2 separate regions of the Anas platyrhynchos genome follow, and region 2 is linked to region 1. Evidence: chromatin contacts called from public Hi-C data. All regions are on one chromosome and are shown on one strand. The core of a region is the stretch at or near the end of the contact, and the rest is flanking DNA. Distances in the headings are between cores, read along the strand shown.

Region 1 (6,521 bases), core at 2,387-4,886:
TGCTGCCTGCTTCCCACCCCTCCTCATTTCAGCAGTAACCAATTTTAAGTGGCTCGGGACAGCACAGTAGTTTCTCTGGAGAAGTCCAGACAATATAGCTGCTGAAATATAGGTTCCCAGGCAACTGATGACAAGATACACGTTCCATTTTTAACATCAGAAAAGTGTCTTCTCCCTCAACCAAAGTAACAGGGAAAAACGCAGGGGAAAAGTGAAGCTACAGAAGCAAGTTAGAATCCTAGGAAGATATTTAGCTTATCCATGACCCTAGCTGGAGTTGTTCTGGATTTACAAATCATTTCAGAAATTAAATTTAAAGCTTTAAACCTACTTCCTGTGCCAAAAATATTTCCTACGGTAATAAGAGTTCAAACCTGTCATTTCAACATACCTTCTTCTTATATTTGATGGTAGTAGGCATTTTATGCATGCTACAAAAATAGTTAAAGTTTACCCTTCAGAGAACTTCAGTTTCATAAGTAGTGAATCCTTAATGCTTCTCATGAGTTTTTAGAACTCCTTTTTCCTGGAAGACGTAGCATTTTGAAAGCATTCAAAGTTGTTTTCTGAGAACTAAATAGAGTCCAACTGGGTGGCTAGTTTTAAAGCAAGCAAGAAGAATCTTCCAGTGACATTTTTCCAGTGGGACTTCTATAATCAAGGTTATAAATACCATGGCCTTTATGCCATCATTTGTGTAGTTCAAAGCTGAAATATTTTTTCTAAACACTGAATAAAACAGTACTGTAGTAACAGAGTTGCATGTTTGGCAATTATCTAAACAGTTAAGGAACAGAAATTGAGATCTCAACTTCTTAAAACAGCAATTATATAACTCAAATTCAGTTCCCATAGATCGTGTTTTGAAGTTTGAAGTTCCTTTTCAACTGAGGGCAACATTGATCCAACCACTGCTTGTCCAGTAACTGAATAAGAGCTTAAGTATTTGAGAACAAGGCTTGTATTTTATACTAGTGCTACACTGGCTTCCACTCCATGCCCTATTTCATCTTCCATTTTAATGAATGCCCACCATCCATTATCATTTCCACTACTGGAGATCTTTTGCAACCTGAAGTGCAATTCTGCACTGTATGTATTGTTTGCCTGCACTCAATTGTATTAGCTTTACTTTACATGCTAAAGAATTTACACAGCTAAAGAAGGGTATTGCAAGCCCCAGCCACAGCTGAACTTCTTTCCTTCATGGATAATAATGCACCAGGATAATAATCCTCAGATTCCTGATTAAATCATTAGGCTCTAGAAGTCAATAAGCAAACAACTTTTCCTCTTAAGAAAAAAGGTACCTGATGAGAACCTTAAAATAATTAACACATTATCTTTCCCCAAGAAGCTGTAACAAAAGAAAGGCTGGATATGACAAAAGGTCATCCAGTATCTGGCAGACCTCTTGTCTATCTTACCTAGTAGATATGTACATTTACAAACTAAGGCAGTGGGAACTATGGATCAGAATATGCAAGACCCTTTAGAAGGAATTTGCTGTGCTTCTCAAGTTATTAATATCCTTCCCTTGTTTCATGGGAGTCAGATTGCAATCCTTCCCAGCCCTCCTACTCCTAACCCTAGAAGGCCACACAAAGGAGAAATCATGTAGTACGTGCAAGGGGCTGCACAATCTCCAAATGAAGGTCTGTATGAATACTGGACACAATACTGGAGGCACCAAAATGCATATTTGACCAGGTTTTCAGAATATGAAAACACCATGAAGCATCATGAACATACATCAGAGACAACCATTTAGGACACGAACCAACTTCTTGAACACAACCTTAAAAAAAAAAAAACAAAATAAATAATTCAAATAACTAAATACCAAGGGATTAAAAGGCATTTCCCTTACTTAAGGGAAGGCATCACAGGTGAGGAAAATAATTGTCAACACAAGGTATCACAAATTAAAAAGCAGCTTTTTCACATAAGAGATAGTAGTATCATTTGATAGCATTTGAATGTGCTCATTTCCTGAAAGCTCAAATACCACCACTTTCTGTTTTTGCATGTCCACCCACTTTTGACATTGCAAGGCACTCTGCAAGTTTACTGTACCATCCCCATCACTGTAAATGATCTTGGGCTCTTTGTCAGGAAAACTTTCATAATGGAAGGAATCTGGTGTTTCTACGCCAGTACCATAAAGACAGTGTATGCGCACACCAGGTGGTTTCATCTGGTAGACCAAGGGTTCAGTGTCTTGTCTCATGAGCCAGCCATCTTCAAAATTGATGTCCCTGTAGAATTTTTGGTAATCCCGAAGGGTATAGTTGGCCGTAGGTGTGGTTACGAAGACCTTATCTGGAGGCCATGTGTAGTTGTAGGGGAGCATCCAATTTGTGGAAACCGCTGATCGCTGCTGATCTCGAATCTTGAGTGAACTGATGACAGGTATTCTGTTGTTGTCACCTTAAAATAAAAAGAGGTAAAATTACATTATACATAAGACAGTGCATGATCTCATAACCAGAAGCAATTAGTACCACTCAGTGATAAATCAAAAAATATTCCCTTTGCATACACTGAAAATTGAAGAAGTTTTTCATTTTTTGATTGTCTCAGCAATCAACTTCTGCAAACTTCCAATAACTTACAGATTCACGTACAAGTTAATGACTATGAATGACTGACAAACCCAAGAGCACTGCTACCTTAAAGGTCTTGAATTATCATACACCCAATAAGCCTCAAAATGATTCCATTTTATCCCATTTAGGTTTAATACAGTATATTAGTGTTTGATCAAAACATTTGAAGAATAATTTTTTTGTTGTTGACATCAAGACTATACATTTTTCTTGGCAGTCTGTTCTAAAGATGGATCAAATTAACATGGGATTAAATTATAACTTATGTGCTTTCTTCAGATTGTAACCACTACTTGTGTCTTTCTCCCCCCAAATTAAAAGCCACTTAATAAATAGTATGCATTTATTTTTGGAATTATTTTTTTTTGAAACAGTTCTGAGATCAGAGGTGTTTTTTTTTTTTTTATGGTGACTGTTCTGACCTATTTTCTATCACAGTGGCTAGCACATCTCAATTCTTTTGTCAGCTGAAACTTGAATCTGATTTTTTATTATTAGGTTCAAGTAGTTACAGCATGTTGTTATTCATGTCAACAGAACCTTAAAAAGCGAAATACCAAACTGCTGTTCCTGAAACAGCACCAAAGCATGTATTTTTCAATTCCATAAGGTGGCACTGTCGGTTCAGGAAGACAAGCTAAAGCACAGTATTTACTGCCATTTTCAGGAGGATTGCATGGAGACATTACGAGAATAATCCTGGGAAACAGATAGAAAGGAAACTCAAGAGAGCACAGCAAGAATTACAGAAGTCCTTAAATGCATTTCACATTACTGTGTGCTGTAAATACTTAGCTGTGCACACTCACCACTAAGATACCAAATACTACTTGTAAGTTTTCAGCAATGAAATCCTGAGTTCCAAACCTAAAAATTAGACAAGTCTACCAAGCTGTTTATTCTACTTGAAATAAACAAGTACAGAACCTGACACTCTACTCCAGCCTTTTCTTTCAGAACTGCTTATCAAATCTTACACGTTTTCCTGAAGTGCAGAAGTACTATAAGGTCAAGACCACACTTAACACCAGAGCAGACACCGACATTATGGTATATAAAATATTAGGTCTAAAGACAACGTTGTCAGCATTTCAAGCTGACAATCAGAAAAAAGAACAAGTGAACTTTGCATCTATGCTTGCCATATGTAAAACAGGAAAAGCATCCTCATTTTATTGGCAATATAATTGTTATAATAAAAATACCGATCCTGTGAAGCACTTAAATATGTAGCAGTAAGCAACACAGAAGATCTAGAGACAGTAAATTTCCACTTGAGTGCTGCTTGCCACTTGGATAACAACCATGGATTTAATATCAAGTCCTAGCCATTAACATACTATAAACAGGAATGGGAACAGACAGAATGCATTTTTGCTTGAAGAAAGCTTGCCTGATGTTTCCTCCAGGAATGCAGTATTTCTGCTAAAGCAACAATTCTTCTGCATGCCAGTATCCTGATAGTTTCAGAAACAAGCCAGACTAATGTAATCAAAACATTAACACCTGATGGTGATTTTTTTTTTTTTACCTACAAATGTTTAGGAGACAGAACTAGCCTAAGAATGGGCTATACAGATAGTATAGTATGATACTATACTATGCCTCTTAAGTTTCCTACATCTTGACTTTTCTGCTCCAAACCATGAAGTTCAATACTACAGACATACAAATTAAGAGATGATTATGTTTTAGTAAGAATCTATTCATTAGATGTATGTAGCTAGCTAATTCGGATGAGATGCATTATAATGGATAGACAAAATATGAAGCACTGAAATTTAATTCAAAGGGAATCCGAGACTGAAATTGTGTAGTCTTTTCAAATTTTATGAAGCTATTCTTAACATTGCTCACTTTCTGCCCTTTCTATAGCATACAAACTTGTCAGACAAAGCCTGTGGAAAGAAGGAAGTCAATTTATTTTTTATCATATCTTACAGTGCCACTGCAATAGAGTAAACAATGTACAACTCAATACGAACATCTGAATTAATGTATCTATACATATATATTTTAAATAACTGAGTTGTGCATTCCTGTTCAGAATCAAATTTCTTTGCTAAGCAAAGAATTTTTTTGATTTGTCCATGCATGGCTGGCAGTTGCTGTGTGCTCTGCATTTTGATGAAGCCCATTTCTGACGTCAGCTTTGTTTGGGAAGCAACTAATAACCAAAGCTAGCCAAACAAAAGCAAGGAAACAGCAGGACAGAAACACCACAAATTAAATGCTAAAAACACAATAACGTTGTTTTGCTGTGAAATAGTAATGGTGTAACATGATGTGGTAACTGAGCTTTCTCTCAGTTGTTTGCAGTTGCATAGTGAAAGACTTTTTTTTTTTTTTAAACCAAGCTATAACTTCAGCAGGCATCTGTGCTCCAGGCACCACACCACTTCATTGCATGTACCAGTTCCCCTTCATGTTCATATCAAGCAGCTGTATGATATTTAATCAAAGGCAACTACTGAATGCTCTAGAGTCCATGTTGGCTTAGCAATACTGGACAGAGAACAGGCAGGCTGTGGGCAGAAGTGACAGAAATAAGAGGCAGCAGGTCAAACAGCAGCTGCTTGTGTCATCTGCTGAAAAGTTAAGAGGGGATGCAGCTCCTAGTTAAGAGATGTACAAACTTGGTCTATTCCCATGAATGGAAAGACAGTCTGGCCACAGAACTTGAGACATCAACTTGACACCACTTACAAAAAATATTTTAACTTCATAGTACCTTCTACTTTCATCCTCTGGTCTTACAGTAAACTATTTAGTGTATTTCATGCTACTTACGAAATGCACCGCAAACCCTCAAATTACCTACCTGAAGCCAGCACACGGAGAGTTTTAGCCACTCCTCCCCAGGGAGCACCTAATGACACATAGTCCTTTATGTACTTGTCTTTCCATTCCTGAGTCTGATGGTTTAGGAAGTACAGGGTGTACATGTTACCCATACTGTGGGCAATTAAAACAACAGGACTTCCATACTGCTCATACATTAACTCTATCATCTTGCGAAGGGCCACAAAATAGTCTCCATTCTCATCTAAATGAGAAATACACAGGTCACACAGTTATAATCACTAATTGTCGTTGCCATCCTTCAACACAATTATTTAAAAGGTTATATTTTGAAGCAAATCAAAACCAGTGCATCTTTACATCAGTATTTTATGAAAGGCTGATGCTTTAAGACTGTTTCATAGAAGTAGGAAGAAACTAATATATTTTAGAACATTACTCCATTTTTTCCTACCTTTAAAATACATTTAAGATGAGATTTTCTGGGAAATATCCCATGCTGATGGAATGCTAATTTTCCTCCCACAAAAAAAATCAACAGTGGAATTCATTTGGAGTCTAAAATAATTGTGCTAATGCAGAGTTTTGGAAAAAAAATCTGAACTTCCTCTGAATTATATTTTTTTTCTTCCCCAAAAATGTAACAGTTTTGTAGGTCCAGGAAGATTCATCATTTCATGAAAGTACAAATAAAGGTCAGATCAGTCTTTTAAAGTATGTATGAACCTTTTAACAACACATCTTCTATAAGCAAAGTTATCCCTAAATAAGAGTCTTTGCAGATTCCTGCTGGCACAGTATACTTCATTTCTATTAGATGTAATGAAATGAGCTTTAAAATGAAGAGGGGGAAAAAAAGATCAATAATACCTTTCTATAACCCTGTAATAAGATACCAATTCTATGTGTCAATTGCAACAGAAATTTAAAGCGGTCACATCAGAAACAAAAGCCATCGTTATTGATTTTCCTTCAGGCAGTATTCCTGGATGCCAGGGTTACATGCTTCAGTTTTGTGGGCCAAAGTGAACTTGATACTAGAATATTAGTATTAATAAAACATATATACTATTTCTTCAATATGCTTCACAAGCTGTGAAGAATCTACAC
Region 2 (6,070 bases), core at 795-3,294, 33 kb after region 1:
GTCTGAACTTTTTGTAGTGATCCAACAACCACATAGAGCACTTCAAAAACACAGTCCTTAGCTAATGTTATCCCCAATATCTGTATTATTAAATCTAAAAGCCTGTCTTCAGAATGTTACTCAGGCAATCTCAGAATTTCAACACCTGTCTGGGATCTGTTTGGAGAGAAAAATCCCAGACTGTTCCTGCAATGTTGAGATTCATCTGGTTTCTTGTTTAAATGAAAGATACAGCCTGAGGCAGAGACCATCTGGCAAGCAAGCTTCAACTGAAGTGGGGGAAATATGTTTCTGAAAAACATAAGGACAGGTGCTTCAGAAGTACAACCAGATCCGCATGTCACTGGATTAGAACTATACTAATTCTGATTCCAATCTATTTTTATAGACAATTGTTTTTTTGCCACCAAAAATAAAGTTTTGAAGAAGAAAATCTTACAGAGGTACTGAGCATCTCTCCTTGATTTTTTTTTTATTTTTTTTTTTAAGTATCTGCAATGTAGTTCAGTCTGGATGTACCACTGGCAATAAGTAAATAAAAAGCCCTCCCAAAGTTACTTCTGGGCAAATAATGTGTACGAAGGTGATTTCAGTAGAAGAAGAGACATTGCCCACCACTTCCTTTTATTAGTGGATTTTCAGAAATTCCCTTTAGAATATACACAATTGATTTGGGTTTTCCCCTACCCAATTGGTACTAAATGCAGTAAAAAATAAAAGGAACTGGAATCATACGATGAAACCCAAATTAAAATATCAATTACACAAAGAGCGTTTTGAAAAAAATATTCTTGACTTCAGTGGAGTTATTCTGGATTTGCAGTTGATCTCATTATACTCTTACGAGATCAAAAACGGCTAAGCCGATTTGGGGTTGGGAATAGGTGTTGCAATCCTTTTCCCATTTTGGAAGATACTTCTTAACATTATGTACTACATTTGCCAGGTTTGTAAAAAATCTACCTCAACATTTAATGAAATAATCTGTACCACGATTTAAAATTTAATAGATTGTGCTATGCATTATGCATAATCTGTGCTTATTTTACATAAAAATACTCTTCTAGTTTCACTTCTGTGACTCTTAATAATTTTTGTTGGTGCTGCTGTTTTGGTTCCTCCTTTAATTATTTGGAACCAGACTTAAAATGTTCTGACACTAGAGTAAAACAGTGCTTCCATAATCTTTGGCCAGACAAAGATTTATTTATTTATTTATTTTAAGAACTTTTGATTCACACAGGATTTGAATACTGCACTAACTACTGGGTTTCCTAGGAGATAAAGTCATAGCACATTGCTGTCACAGTAGGACAACCTAATCATATATTTTCTGAGACACAGACCATTTCCTCCCAACATTACACCCAGACTATTCTGATGGTGGTTGTTTAGCTAAAGAACTGCATTTTCCCAGAGCATTGGGTGATATTGGTAGTAGGGTGATGATTGAACCAGATAACCATGAAGGTCTTTTCCAACCTGAATGATTCTATGATTAGAATTACAACTCTATCCAACTTCATTGTACTGGTACAATCTCACTACAAAAGATGATTTCCTCTGTGCCAGCCTATTTCTAAAGCATGTTCAAGATCAACTGTCTTCTGCTGAATTAACAACAACAACAACCAAAAAAAAGATTATATGAAGGTAGAGAGTATAATAATGTTTCATGCTCTAGAATGCAATGTCATGTCAAACATTTAATGCACACTTTTGGTTTATCTGCCACCCTTCTATCTTTTTGTTTTAAAATACTTAAAATAGAATGTTGACATATTCACACAAACAAAAGTGAAGTAGCAAAAGGACAACTTTTTTCCTCCTCATACCTGTTGGTTAGACCAGTAGCTTTAACCAAGTAGCAGGCTTCTTAAAAGAGGGAGACTTTTGAAAGATCACCTCCATGCTTTAAAATCTGCTGTGATGCATATGTAATTAAGAGCAAAGTCAGGGACAATACTATTTTTATCTGTGCTCTGCATGCAAAAAGACACTGTTTTCCTAAACAACAGGAAGAACGCATGCGGTCAGACGTTTGTGAGCATTAGGATGTGAGGTCACATGCCAGACAAGTCTGCAGAATATCAGTTAGGGAAGTTTCTCTCAAGTTGTTTGCTGACAGTTTCAGAATCAAAACTTTCAGAGTGCAAAGCACCAAGGATATTAGCACCTGAAAAGAACTGAAAAATTTCTGGAATGAGTGAAGCTGAGGAAGTCAGCACCGACTTGACATGGAACGCTGTGAAGTTTGTAGTCTGCATGATACTGAGCTTGTCATTTATTATTGGGACCCCTGGAAATTGCGTTGTCATCTGGACTGTTTGTACAAAAATGAAGCAAGTATCTCCTTCAGTCCTGCTGATCTTGAACCTGGCCATTGCGGATATCCTCGTACTGATCACTTTGCCAATCTGGATTTACTCCTTTGCTGACTCATGGGTTTTTGGAATTGTGTTCTGCAAAATACTGGTCTTCATGATTTACTGCAGCATGTATGCAAGTATATTTCTAATTACAGCACTGAGCTTGGAGAGACTAATGGCTGTGTTTTACCCTTTCACAATGCAAAGGTACAAAAAAAAAGAAAATATTTTTGTAATCATGTTCCTCATTTGGTTCCTGTCCATTGCTTTTGGCGTTACTATTATTCCATTCCAAGAGACAGATGAAATCAACGGTGGACTACAGTGCACATGTCGCAACTACTCTACTACTGGACAGAGAGTGTCATATCTTTTGTTGGAGACTCTTGCAGGTTTTGTAATTCCTTTTTTAATTATATGCACTTGCTATGTGTGTGTTGCAAAAAGAATAAGACAAATGACTTACCGATCAAAGCAGCGATCAGAACGGCTCATTACCAGCATCGTGGTGGCATTCATTTTATGCTGGTTCCCACATCATCTCTTTAACATCTTAGATATTATTTCAGTTCAGATAGAAGACTCTAATGAGACACTGGAAAAGATTATAGACAAAGGAGAGTACGTCTCCGGAGCACTTGTATTTATCAGTAGCTGTATTAACCCTCTACTTTATGCTTTTGCTGCACGAAAATTCCAGAATCACCTGAGATTTACCAAGATATCAAAACTGTTTGAACAGTTGAGTCAGACTGTAACAGAGGAAGACAAGAAAAAGATTTCTCCTGTTACCAAGCAAGAAACTACTGTAGCAGGCACAGAGATTCTCTAACAAAGAGCATAGACTTAGTGAGCAATGGATTTCTGGGGCATTCATTCAGTAGTCCTTTCACCTAGTAGTCAGTTTGGTTTTCCAAGTAGTCCAGCGGATGCTAGAGACAATTCAGGTTGTGTGTGTTACAAAACAATCGGCAGTGACAACCTTGTTTGGCTCCTGACCTTGTATCCATGTCACCAAATCAGTTTCACCGGTGCTGAGAAGCAAGATGGCTAGAAGCTTAAAGTATAGGGAATACAACATTTTTATTTTCCATTACAATTATTTGTGATTTCTAGAAAAGACATTTATGTGGAAAACAAGATTTGGAAATTTAAAACTTAAAAAGTTTGTCTGGAAGAAGATTTGAAATGCTCAAAAAATCCATAAATATAACCCAAAGTTCTAAATGAGCATGCTTAGATTCTTGATATGGGGAAGCATGGATTTTAAGAATATTTACAGCACATAAAAACTTTTGTGTAGATGGAAAACAAAACTATTTTTATTCAGGACTTTATTTAGATTTGAGAATAGCAAGGGTTGTTTACAAAAACTCATTTACTGAAATATCTTATGCTAATGGATCTGAAGTAAAATATGAAGTGTGACGTTCCCTTTCAGAAAAAAAGGTACAAGAATTCTGTGGTTTATGACAAATGGAGACCTCATGCTATATTTGATTTCAAATATATTGCATATGTTACTGGCAACTACTGATATATCAAACATACATACTCACGTATCCTCAAAGTGTCTGATTTAGTTAAGCTCCCAATATGTCTATTAAATTATGGATGAATTGGATCAGATCCCAGGGGAAGGGAAGTAGAGATCCTTGATATTTTTGTAACCTGTGAGAAAGTTACGGGAGCAGTACAAAGTGCCTAGTATCTTAAGAATTTCATCTTGCACATAAAAGCATTATTTTGTCTTCTCTTTTGGAACAGCGTATTTTTCTTTTAATAAACAAAGAAAAAATTAGGGCTTGCAAGGAACTTGTTTTAGTTTTGTGAATGCATGCAAACTCACTGTGAAAAAATTGCATGACACCAAGTATTTGCTTTTGAAGTTTTGCTGTTTTTTTGTTTTGTTTTAATTTCAATCATGCTTGACATTTTTTATACTTACTTTTGCTTATTTTTAAATCAATGATTTGTAATAAGATGAATATAACTACTGATTACTAAGACTTACTGTATTACTATTGTAATATCCTGTACATTGTGTTATGAACAGTTGCTAATAGCTATTGTAACTCATATTTACAAAGAAAATACAAGAGACTAACTAGAACTTCATTTTCAAGAACTGATTTCATAACAATCAAGGATATGTGAGTTGTATTACTTCTGTTTGTAAACAGGAATAAAGACAGGGAAGTAAAAATCCTTACCTGCTATTATTAAAATGTTTCCTGACACTATGCATATGTATTTATTATTCCTGCTTGTTATGAAAAAGTCTTGTCTTCTTCTCAGTAGAAGGAAAGTCCACACCACAGAGGACTTCTCATTAATAGGGCTCCTTCACTGAAGTAAAAGGAAATAAAAACTTTAGCAAGACCTTGTTTACAGAAGAGTAAGAAGGTGAAATCCCTTAGAACTATACCCCACCCACCTGCCACTTTTTCACCCTAATAATGACTCCTTGATTGCTGTTAGCATATTAAATATAGCAAAGTAACAGTATCTCACAATAAAAACAATAACTTTAGTTAACTACTGTATAAAAAAGCAAAGCTATATTTCCCAGTATGTTCTTGAACAGTCACCCACTATTTCATAATAGCACCGAACAAGTGAAGAGGTAATAAGCACACAAATAACATAACTGAACTAGAGTCCTAGGCCACAAGAAACCAAGCACTTTGCAACTTAGAGATGGGAAAAGGCCCAGACAAGCTTCAGTACAAGCTACTTGACTGGAACTTTCTCTCAGATTGTCCTACATCTAGTTATCATAAATCTTAGGAAATGGGCAAAACCTTTAGTTATCTGTGTGTGTGCATCATCCGTCTCATGAATGAAGTCATTTATTTTAGTGCCATTTCCTCTTAAATAAGCCTTCCAGGAGCATTCACTGCATATCAAGTGCCTAATGCCAACTATGCCTTACCCAGGACAAACTATAAGATCACATAATCTGTGCAACGCTACCTACTGCAGTGGGCTTATTTTTTAATCAAGAGGTATGGCTTAGAGTGTTTTTTGGTTGTTTGGTTGGTTGTTTTTTTTACTTGTCACTCACACAAGTGAACTTTATTGCTCAAGCTGCATCCTCCACAACATCTGTAAATCTTATAAAGGGAACAAGTAACATCCCCAGATCAGTAAATGCATTCTAGGGAGATGATTAGGTAAGACAGTTCTAAATAGAATGCTGTAACTAGATCCATGAGTTGGTGTAGATATATAAGGTGATGACCTGGCTGACTGCTTCATTCTTTAACAGATACACAACAGGCCTGTCTATGCAGCAATATTTACCACTCCATCTATGCTAACATGCGCTATCACAGAACTACAGGGATTCCAACAGGCCCATTCAGCCAACAAACATTGGATATTCTTGACTCCTAAAACACTGAATTCCAGCCAAACCCTAAGACCTGGCATAGATTTGGTCTGAAACACTACATCTTATGATAGTGATACCTCATGACTCCTGTCAACTACATTACATATCCATGCTGGAAATTGTATTGGAAGGTTGATAGAAAATGCTTTCTTTGATTGCTTAAGAGAGTTCTAAGTAGTGACTTGAAGCAGTCTCCAAATATAGCTGGGGTACCGGTAAAATCTTGCAATACGCAGTTCTGGTTCCATCTGAGAAAAATGAGGTTTCATCTCACTTGAGTTCCTCGTTGTTTTCTTACTTCCCA

Evidence for each region. A called contact is a pair of places that touch in the nucleus more often than the background predicts.
Region 2: a contact with region 1 is called in a Hi-C map of skeletal muscle, with 2.4 times the contacts expected there. The contact joins the promoter of LOC140003479 here to the enhancer-like site in region 1. A contact is called at or near these places in 6 of 8 Hi-C or Micro-C datasets (F1 follicle, F5 follicle, liver and 2 more).

Annotation. Positions count from the first base shown.
Region 1 is chr12:14,045,860-14,052,380 of IASCAAS_PekinDuck_T2T, forward strand. It overlaps PLA2G15 (phospholipase A2 group XV), which reads right to left. Exons shown (of 6, transcript XM_027466866.3): 5 at 5,431-5,655; 6 at 1-2,430. The coding sequence ends at 1,919. The region is part of intron 5 of LOC106019018 (a long non-coding RNA gene); the gene reads left to right. Among named protein-coding and RNA genes, the nearest start is that of PLA2G15, 15 kb to the right of the region's middle. Within about 2 kb of position 3,637, at least 1 of the 8 cell types and tissues checked has an H3K27ac peak or open chromatin away from gene starts, as enhancers often do.
Region 2 is chr12:14,080,545-14,086,614 of IASCAAS_PekinDuck_T2T, forward strand. LOC140003479 (leukotriene B4 receptor 1-like) reads left to right here and starts at 2,045. Exons shown (of 1, transcript XM_072043805.1): 1 at 2,045-4,612. The coding sequence starts at 2,203. The coding sequence ends at 3,201. The region is part of intron 7 of LOC106019018 (a long non-coding RNA gene); the gene reads left to right.